2 separate regions of the Mus musculus genome follow, and region 2 is linked to region 1. Evidence: chromatin contacts called from public Hi-C data. All regions are on one chromosome and are shown on one strand. Each heading gives the region's core, a stretch centred on a gene start, on an enhancer-like site or on the middle of the called end of the contact. The rest is flanking DNA. Distances are from core to core; before and after follow the strand shown.

Region 1 (4,895 bases), core at 2,213-4,712:
TGTGCATACATAATTCAGTACAGTCCCAAGACGGGGTTTTCAAGCTGCCGGAGAGGCAGCACTCAGGAGCTACCATGTCAACTGCTTGTTCTTTAGAGCGGTTTCTTTCCAGGCTAGTCTTGAACTCCTGGGATCATGCAGTCTCCTGCCTCAGCCTCCCAAGTAGTTGCCACTACCCTGGCTGAAATTAGGTAATTATCAACCATTTCTATTTGGGTAGATTCACAATCTGCAGAAAAAACAAATTGCTTTAACTTTTATATTATATTTCAAAACTCATGTTATTTAAATCCAATTTTGAGTTAAGAATGTGAAGTGTGTGTGTGACACAGTAAGCGTGTGCTATGGTGTCTCCTTTACAAGTCCAGGATTGGACTCATTAGGCATACAACAGCAAGTTTGATCTCAGCCTTGTGATGAATTTAATGCCAAAGTAAAACCAATTGGAAAGACCACAGCCTTTAAATGCAGGTTAGTGATAACTTTAGATGCATCTATGAATGCACACATGAACACACTGAAAACCACAAAGCAGCATGCTTCTAAGAACAGGTCTGAGGTGCCAGACATCAGCTGGTGTTCTTTGGGAAATCTGGGGACACTAAGCAAAACATAGTCTTGGGGTCCTGGCTTTTCCCCAACCTTGCATGTCTCACGCGCAGCACCCATTTACCTAGTCATTTCCCCCACTCTCCTTTATGAAGTAATACAAAGTTTTGCTATGGCCCAGGCTGGCCTTAAACTCACAAGCCTCCTGTTTCTACCTCTAAAGCACTGGGATTTCTGCAATGCATTATCATTATCCATTTTATCTTAAAATCCAGTTTGGAAAATCCTGCTTTATCAGAATGGATTTTAGGACACAAAATGACGACGGCTTACTAACTTGCACTGATAAGTCAGTGTCTTAGTCAGGGTTACTATTGCTGTAACGAAACACCATGACCAAAAGCAGCGTGAAGAGCACAGGACTTATTTCACTCTCAGTTCCATACAACAGAGTGACTCTTAACCTTCCTAATGCTGTGAACCCTTAATATAGTTCCCCATGTGGTGGTGATCCCCAACCATACACTACTTCATAACTATAACTTTGTTACTGTTATGAACTGTAATGTAAATATTTGATATGCAGATGGTCTTAGGTGCCCCCCCCCGCCCCCGTGAAAGAGCTGAGAGCCACTTATATTACAGTTCACCACGTAAAGCAGCAGGGCAGGCGCTGACGCACAGGCCATGAGGGGTGCTGCCTACTGACTGACTTCCCATTGTTTGCTCAGCTGGCTTTCTTATCCAACCCAGGACCACCAGTCCTCTTCTCAGGTGACTCCAGCTTGTATCAAGTTGACATAAAACTAGCCAGGACAGTCAGAGACTCATATACAATATCATATACAAACAGTACTTTAGCCAACGTGCTGAGTGCTGTTCTGATAAATCTTTTTTAAAAAGTTCCTAAATATTCATTATAGTCTTATCACCCTTGTGATATGTGAGATGTGGAAGATGGGTTGGTAAGCCACAGCACTGCTGTTTCTAGTAATTTTTTGGCTGGGTCTCTTTAAGTGACAAGGGCAGGCAAGTGAGGAAGTTATGGTGTGCCCAGCAGAGCAGCAGGTATGGAGACAATTCCATAACTATGTGCCACAATAGTATCTTGGCTCCTACATGGTCTAAAGACATTTTTTTTTTCCTATTGTCTGAGTGTAGCATTCTGTGGCAACTCTTGATTTTCAAACTAGGAAATGAATAACCTACTTGCCCACACTGAGACAGCCAAACTACTCAGAGGCATCGAAACTCAGAAGGTGAAAGATACAAAACATTCTTGTTATGAGTACACTGACAAAGGATGTGGGTATTTTATGTAAACTTAATGTATTCTACCTACTTTTTAGGTTTTGAGGAAGACAAGACTCATGGGTGCCTGAGAAGTGAAAGTCTCTAATGACAGACCAGGAGCATGCTAATGACAGCTATGATGCAGGCTGAAGGTAAGAGGACCCAGCGACATAAAACATCAAAGAACTGAAGCAGCCCAGCTGGCTGGTAAGTGCCACACGTTGGTTGTACTGATAGCAGGCCAACGACCTGCAAGGCACCATTCAGAGTTATCATTAGATAAAGGCAAGTCTAAGTGTTAGTAAGTCAACCATGAGAAAGTGGCTTTGATTCCAGAGAGATGGGACACAGCAAAGCAAAGGCCCTATGAGGATGGAGGGAGGTTGAGCTCCTGTCACTAGAGTGTGTGCTGAGACCTGCCCACAGTAGACTTGGCTAATGTATGAAGAAATGCTATTTCCTCAGTGTTCTACCTTTAACTCACCAGCAACTCTGTGCCACACTCTTATTCATCAGAAAATCAAACTCCAACTTTACAGTGACATGCTACTGGGCCTTACATCTAGGCCCACTACAGCTGAGTCTCTACCAAGCTCACACTGAGCATGGTTGTTTCAGAAGAGCCTTGTTCACACCAAATACACTGCACTCAGAACATCATGCTGTAACTTTAAGCATGTACCAAGTTTATCATCAACAGAAAGGCTTCGATGTACAATCTTACTTCTACTCTCTATTTTTTAATGACCGGGTTTAGCTGTGCTATTCAGGCTGGTCTCCAACTTGATTTTCCTGCACCTGTGTCTTAAGGGCTGGGATTATAAGGATTGCACTACAAGCCCGATCCCTTTCAACTTTACGTTACAAAGTATATCCTGTGGATTTATACCTATTAGTATTTACCATTGTGAGAAATATTTTAAAACAGAAATTTACATAGCAGTCACAAGCCTACTGTTTTCATTTTTATGAAAAGTTAACTATTTTCCAAAATAACACTTAGTTAAATATTAGTGATCTCCACAACATGAGCATTTGTTCTGTTTGATACGTTGTTCTGACCCATAGACTGCTGAGAACAGTCCTCTTGGAAAACTGTGGGTTATTATCTTCGATAACATACCCACATTTGACAAGTGGTGGCTTCTCGCTGGTGATGGACTCTGGGGCCTATCTCACATGCACTAAGGAGGCAAACATTCGACCACTGAGCTAGCATGCTCAATAGCAGTCTCTAGAAGGCTGATGGCAATGTCAAACCAGGCCAATAAACTTCTCAGGCTATTTCTTAAGCTACTGTTGACTAGACAACCAAGTAACTTGTGTGCATCTTTCATTCATGCGTGATTTTATAACATTCAATATTTGTAAATGGTGAAAACTATTGGTTTACTTCTATCTTTCTAGGTTTTTCAAGATAGGGTTTTTCTGTGTAGCCCTGACTATACAGGAACTCCCTGCCTCCTGAGTGCCAGGACTAAAGGCTTGTGCAACACTTAGTTAAATATTAGTGACATTGGACATTTCACTGCATTTCACCGAACCGCCCATCACCTTATTTGCTAATATCTGTACTGATCCCATTGGGAAACTCTTCAAAGTACAGCCAGAGATCCCTAATGACAGGCACACAGAGTGTGGGGCAATCTCATTGCTGTGCAAACATCAAAGCTAGATACAACAGCCCACTGTATACTTAGGCTTTAGAGCAATGGTTCAACCTTCCTAATGCTGCGACCCTTTAATATATACAGTTCCTCATGTTGTGGTGGCCCCCAACCATAAAATTATTTTCATTGCTGCTTCATCACTGTAATTTTGCTACTGTTATAAATCATAATGTAAATATGATATGTAGATGGTCTTAGGTAATCACTGTGAAAGAGTTGGTCATTGGACCCCTGGAGGGGACGTGACCCACAGGTTGAGAACCTGATCTTCCAGCAGGACTCTGTGGCACCTATGTCACTGGATTAGAGAAATTTTCTGATTCCACTATAATACTCTTTTTCTTCTTAAAGACAGGGTCTCATTCTATAACCCTGGCTGGTCTGGAACTTGCTACATAGATCAGGCTTGCTTCAGACACAGAGACCTGCCTGCCCCTGACACACCCAGCCCTGAGATAATATTACAGGACCACGGCCCTCCATCTGGCCCATCACTGACTAGGGTGTTGCCATACTGTTTCTGAGTATACTTAAGATCTATAAAGCTCATTGGGGGCATAACATTTTCTGATATTTGTGGGGAAGTTTAAATGTTGCTCATAGCAGCTTTGATCAATTTCCTCCTTAAAAAGACAAGTCTAGTCATTCTCAAGAGAATGTCTACCACATATTCAAGTGAGAATGAGTCTGCCCACCAGTGGTTCTTGTATGGAAAGACAGCAGTGAGTTCAGTCTGTAGTTCCATCACAATGCTCTTGCTGGTGGCAAGGAAAGCATTTTGAATAGAAAATAGATGGTATGAGCACCTTTCATTCTCCTACAGGGAATATGAAAAGGACCAGTTACCCACTGTTTCACCAAGGACCTTCTTGGGTTTTCTTTTGTTCTGTGCATGTGTGACATACTGCCACCAGCATGGTTTACTATCACTGTTTGGATTCCTGCTAGGCACTGGTAATTTGACCGACTATCGCTTTTGGACTGATGGCAAAAGCCAACAAAGGCAGTGAAATGGCAGGTGTTACATTGTAAACGCATGGAAACTGTTTAACCCAGCGGTCCCTCTAACAAAGTCTTGGGAACTGCCAGTGATCTGTGACCACACACAAATGCCCCATCCTGCATTCTCCTCCAACCCACTGCAGGCTTGTTATCCATCCATCCATCTATCTAACCATCCATCCATCTTTAAATATCAGGTATAGGGGATACAGGACCTGTCTCTTACTCTATATGTGTCTCATGTTCACAGAGGTCAGATGAGATGGAACTAGAACTTAAGTTATGGTGGTTGTGAATCACCAAGTACATACTAGAAATTGAACCTGAGTCCTCTGCAAGAGCAACAAATACTCTTAGCTGCTGAGCCAACTCTCCAACCCC
Region 2 (4,649 bases), core at 1,023-3,522, 220 kb after region 1:
CATAAATATCTTATATGCAGGATGTCTGAGATGGGACCTCTGTGAAAGTGTCCTTGGACCCCAAGGAGGTTGGGACTCACTGGTTGAGAAACCACGCCTCTATCTATGACTCTACCCCCTTTTGAGAGTTGCCCGCAGGCAGAGTGCCCCCTGCTGGACTCCCACAGTTTCTCTTGCCATCCCTCCCCTGTCCCACCCTTGGCCTATTGACCGAAGTGGGTTTCCCAATGGTCCTCTCTACTCTTCTCCTGATCGGTACCATTAAACCCAGGAACCCTGATGATGTCATTGGAAAGTGGCGGTAACTAAGAGGCTGTGTCTAGTTGTTGGAAGGAATCACTGGGGACGTGCCCTAGCAAGGGGTATCTTACACCCATCCACTTTCTTTCGGGTTTTTCAGCATCTTGACTGACCATCAGGAAGTCCATCATTGTACCCTCCCGAGGTGTTCTCTGCTCTGCATAGGCAGAAGCAACGGAGCCAGCAAACCAAGGCCTAAGACCTCAGAAGCCCCCACCTCCCTTCCCCTGTCCTGTCCATGTCTCCCCTCCCCCCACACCCTGTCCTGAGTCCTCTGCACTCCTCCTCCCACCTGGTGCTGCAATTCAGACCACAGAGGAGAAAGTCCGAGATCAGAACTGGAGACGCAGGACGGGAATTAGCTGGGGGCAGCGGAGACACTTTGGAAGATGAAGTAGAAAGTAATGTGAGGTATATGGCCATAGAGCTTACAGAGTGCATGTGTGATGTCCATGCTCACAGAGTTTACAGTGGATGTCTGCATCTATTTTACATATTACTTTGTCCTAGCAGCGATATTTTGAGGAAGGCTGGAAGGGAATCTTTTTCTTTTTCCCCTCCTCATTTTATAGATGTGAAGTCTGAGACTCAGAAAGGTTAAGTTACTTGCTTAAGGTCACACAGCCAAGATCAGGGCAGGCATTCAATCCCTTTCGCTCCTTGACTCCGGGCGTTTATAACTTGAGCTTATGGTACTGAGTGGGACAGCAAATGCCAGTCAGCGCTTCAGCGATGCCGGTCAACGGTAGCGACAAAACGTGTTCCTATTAATACTTCCATTGTCTGCCTCCTCTACAGAGACCCATTGTATGTCTGTCTAGGGACTTCCTGTCCTGATGGGGGCAAATCCAGTCAGTCAATCTTGTTCATGCAGTTGTCTGCCTTTCCTGTTGGGGCCACATTTGGAGCGGATAAGGGACAGGAGAAGAAATGAAGGAAGGCGCACGAGAAGAGCCTGGAGATGGAGATGCTTTGCTGTTCCACGCTGCAGGGGTAACGGGTTTCCTCTCAGTATTCCACGGCCATGATACTCTCTGCCTCTCCTCATCTCTTGGGCTTCAGCCTGTCAAGGTGGGGATGGGAAGGCTTGCAGAGCGCATGGTAAGAGCTAAGCTGACACTGGAACCATAGAGAGGCGGTGGGGGGAAACAGTGGACTGCAAACTGCTGACATCGTTCCTCTTCTGGGTATGCGGCAAGGATCCCACAAAAGAAAAGCGGTGGGTGAGGCTGGAACCACAGGGGAGAATCCAGCAGGGGGCGCTCTGCCAGCGGACCTGCCCTGCTTCCCTTGCCTGGAGCCCCCTCTGACCCTGTAGGAAGCGGACCTGCCCAGCTTCCCTTGCCCGGAGACCGTGTAGGAAGTGCCTTCTATCAGGGTTTCCTGAGCGGATGACACTTGCCCCTCCCTTGATGGATAGCCCCATAGCTTTTTCTTGCCCCTAATGTGGCCAGATGTTCTCCCTAGGTCGCGTGGAGACACAGCAAAAAGGTCTGGGGCTCAGGAAACCAAGGGCTCTGAGCTGTCCTGGCTTTGTGCCTGAACAAATAAATCACTTGACTTTCTTAGGTCTTGGCTCGCTTTCTGTGATATGGGGAGCCTGTCAAGATATCTCAGGGTGGCAGGGGATGGGACATGGTGGGAAGGGGCAGCTGCTCACTGGCTAGTCGCCACCGTAATTGTCACTGTTACCAGCATAAAGGAAAGGCTTCTGGAGCCTTAGGGCCCAGAGGGAGGGAGGAAAGGGTTACGGGAGCAGAGGATACCCCCTCCACACTTCCCTCTCTGTACCTGAGAGCCAAAGGAAAGATCGGGAAGGTTTGGAAAGGCAGGAAAGCCGGACAGGCTCAGAGAATATAGGCTGGGTCTGGAAGAGCCTGCCCTTTTTCTCGGGGTCCTCCCCTTCCAGCTCTATCCATGGCCGGCAACTTCCTCCTAGGCTGTGCTATTGTGGCAGCGGGCATGTTTCTTTTTCAGTGTGTTTGGGAGGCAGGATCAAGGTGGAGAATCTCCAGTTACCAGCATTCCTGAAACAGATCCAAAAGAGGCCGGCCTGACAGAAGGCAGAGACACCCGCGGAAAGGGAGAGGGGCTAAAGGGGCTGGAGGACGGAGCTAATCCAGCCTCCTTGGTCCAGTTTTATAGTTGTTCCCAGGCCTTCTCTAGTGTCACCAAAATGGAGTAGAGCCACTGTCTTCCCTGGGCTCAAGTTTGAGGACAAAGGTTAGAGATCAGGGTGTGACCCCAGCCTTTACGAGTGTGCTCACATCCTGAGCCCTAGGTTGGGTGGGCCTTTCAAAAGGCTTGTGTTGCCCCGAGGGCAGGAAAACTAAGGCTCCCCCTCCCAAAGATCGGCCTTCTCCATGTGTGTGAGAGTATGCACAAAGCTGGGTCATGTACTTCTACTATCCTGCCTGGAGGATCCCAGGCAGCTTGTGAGTTGTCTGTTAGACTAAGGACAGTGTGGCTCTAGGGCACATGGAATACATTATCTTCCCTATTTTTCCAATGAAGACATCAAGGGTCAGAGAGGCCAAGCGACCTCACTGAGGTCGCAGGCACAGTTGACTGGAGCTCTGGGACCCTGATCCTCTCTCTGGCTCAGGGAGTTCCTCTCAGGTTTGCAGGGCTCTGACCTTATAGATTTTGCTGCCTTTGAAAACAGCTCAAATCCCAGCGGCCCCAGGGAATGTCACGTCCCAGATGCAGGCACAGCATCCGTGGCTTGCCTTGAATTCTGGCTGCCTGTTTATGTCTTGGCTTTGCCCAAGTAGATCAGTTAGTTAAATTGATGGGTTTGAGTGATAGACTCAGGCTCTGGGCTGGGTTTGAATCCTGTTATCTCAGCTATTGGCTGACCCCTTCGAGATCAGTTAAGAATGCAAGTATAGAAAAGAAAAAGACGGTAAGTATGAGTGTGTGTGTGTACATGTGTGAATGTGAGTGTAAATGTGTGTATGTGTGTATATGAGTGAGTGTGAGTGTGTATGTGTGTATGAGTATGTGAATGAGTGTGTCTGTGTATGTGTGTGCATGAGTATGTAAGTGTGTATGAATGAGTGTGAGTGTGAATGTGTATATGCGTGTATGAGTAAGTGTGAATGTATGTGTATGAGTGTGTGAGCAGGTGTGAGTGTGTATATGTGTGAATGAGTGAGTTTGACTGTGTATGTATGTATGTGAGTATGTGTAAATGTGTGTATGTGGGCATGAGTGAGTGTGAGTGTGAATGTTTATAAGTGTGTATATGAGTAAGTGTGTATCATTGTGAGTGTGTGTCTGAGTGAGTGTATCTATGAGTAAGAATGTGTGTATGAGTATTTGTGTGTATGAGTGTGTGAGTGTATGAATGTATGAGTGAGTGTGTGTGTGTATGAATGTGAGTGTATGTAAGAGTGAGTGTGTATATGTGTATATGAATGCGTGTGAGTGTGTGTATGTATGAGTGAGTGTGAGTGTGTGTGTGTGTGTGTGTGGGTGTGTGTGTGTGTGTGTATGAGTGTGAGTATGTGTTTTCTAGATTTCCCCTGGTCGGAAATGATCCACAAGGATGGTGCTCAGCCTGCCGCAGCATCCTATGGTCTCCAGTTTGGGCTCCACAGACTCTCCTGAGCTTTGGTTTGACTCTCCCAGTTGTGAAAGAGTATCAGCTCCTCTCCTCAGCCTTTGAGTTTAGACACCACTGTCCCAGGCAGCTCAGAATGTGCCACAGCCCAAGCAGCTTAAACGACACGGATGCAGTTCTCAGAACTCGAGGGCAGACAAGCCAGGTCAAGGAGCTGGCTAATTTGGTTCCTGAAGGAATGAAGTGAAGGCCTCCTTTTGCTTCTTGCTTTAACCTCACAGAGCTAAGGGAGAGGTCACCTCTCCGGTGCCTCTCTAAAGAGCACTAATTAACCCACAGGAGAGACTCTGCCTCAGCAAATAAAATGGAATCAATCAAAGAAGACACCAGACATTAACCTCTAGCCTCCAAATGAATGGGCACACACACACACACACACACACACACACACACACACACACACACAGGAACAATCATACATATAACCACTCCACACACCCATACAAATGCAAAAGTAAAAAAAAATTGTATACGTAATATAAAAAATAGTTTAAAGAATAATGCAGGATACTCCTATGTAGATACTACTGGTGTGAGAAAAAAATTTCAATATCCTTAAATTGTATTTATATGCTTATTTTATTCATGTGCATGTATGTAATTTTACGTGTGCCACGTGTTTATGTGTCCACGGTGGGCAGAGGGTGTCAGATCCCCTGGAACTGAAGTTATAGGCAGTGGTACACCACCTTGTGGGTGCTGGGAACCAAGCCTGTGTCCTCTG

The links. A called contact is a pair of places that touch in the nucleus more often than the background predicts.
Region 2: a contact with region 1 is called in a Hi-C map of liver, with 2.1 times the contacts expected there. The contact joins two enhancer-like sites. A contact is called at or near these places in 2 of 15 datasets of contacts at CTCF or cohesin (embryonic stem cells and stem cell-derived epiblast-like cells), 6 of 484 Hi-C or Micro-C datasets (the G1E-ER4 cell line, embryonic fibroblasts, embryonic stem cells and 3 more), 18 of 115 datasets of contacts at active chromatin or transcription factors (craniofacial prominence, embryonic basal ganglia, embryonic hindbrain and 8 more) and 2 of 9 other capture datasets (adipose tissue and pancreatic islet).

Annotation. Positions count from the first base shown.
Region 1 is chr15:77,121,164-77,126,058 of GRCm38.p6, forward strand. The region is part of intron 3 of Rbfox2 (RNA binding protein, fox-1 homolog (C. elegans) 2); the gene reads right to left. Among named protein-coding and RNA genes, the nearest start is that of 1700109K24Rik, 39 kb to the left of the region's middle. Within about 2 kb of position 3,463, at least 11 of the 459 cell types and tissues checked have an H3K27ac peak or open chromatin away from gene starts, as enhancers often do. A contact at or near this core is called in liver, where this site is marked.
Region 2 is chr15:77,342,044-77,346,692 of GRCm38.p6, forward strand. No RefSeq gene overlaps it. Among named protein-coding and RNA genes, the nearest start is that of Gm41352, 31 kb to the left of the region's middle. Within about 2 kb of position 2,273, at least 123 of the 459 cell types and tissues checked have an H3K27ac peak or open chromatin away from gene starts, as enhancers often do. A contact at or near this core is called in liver, where this site is marked.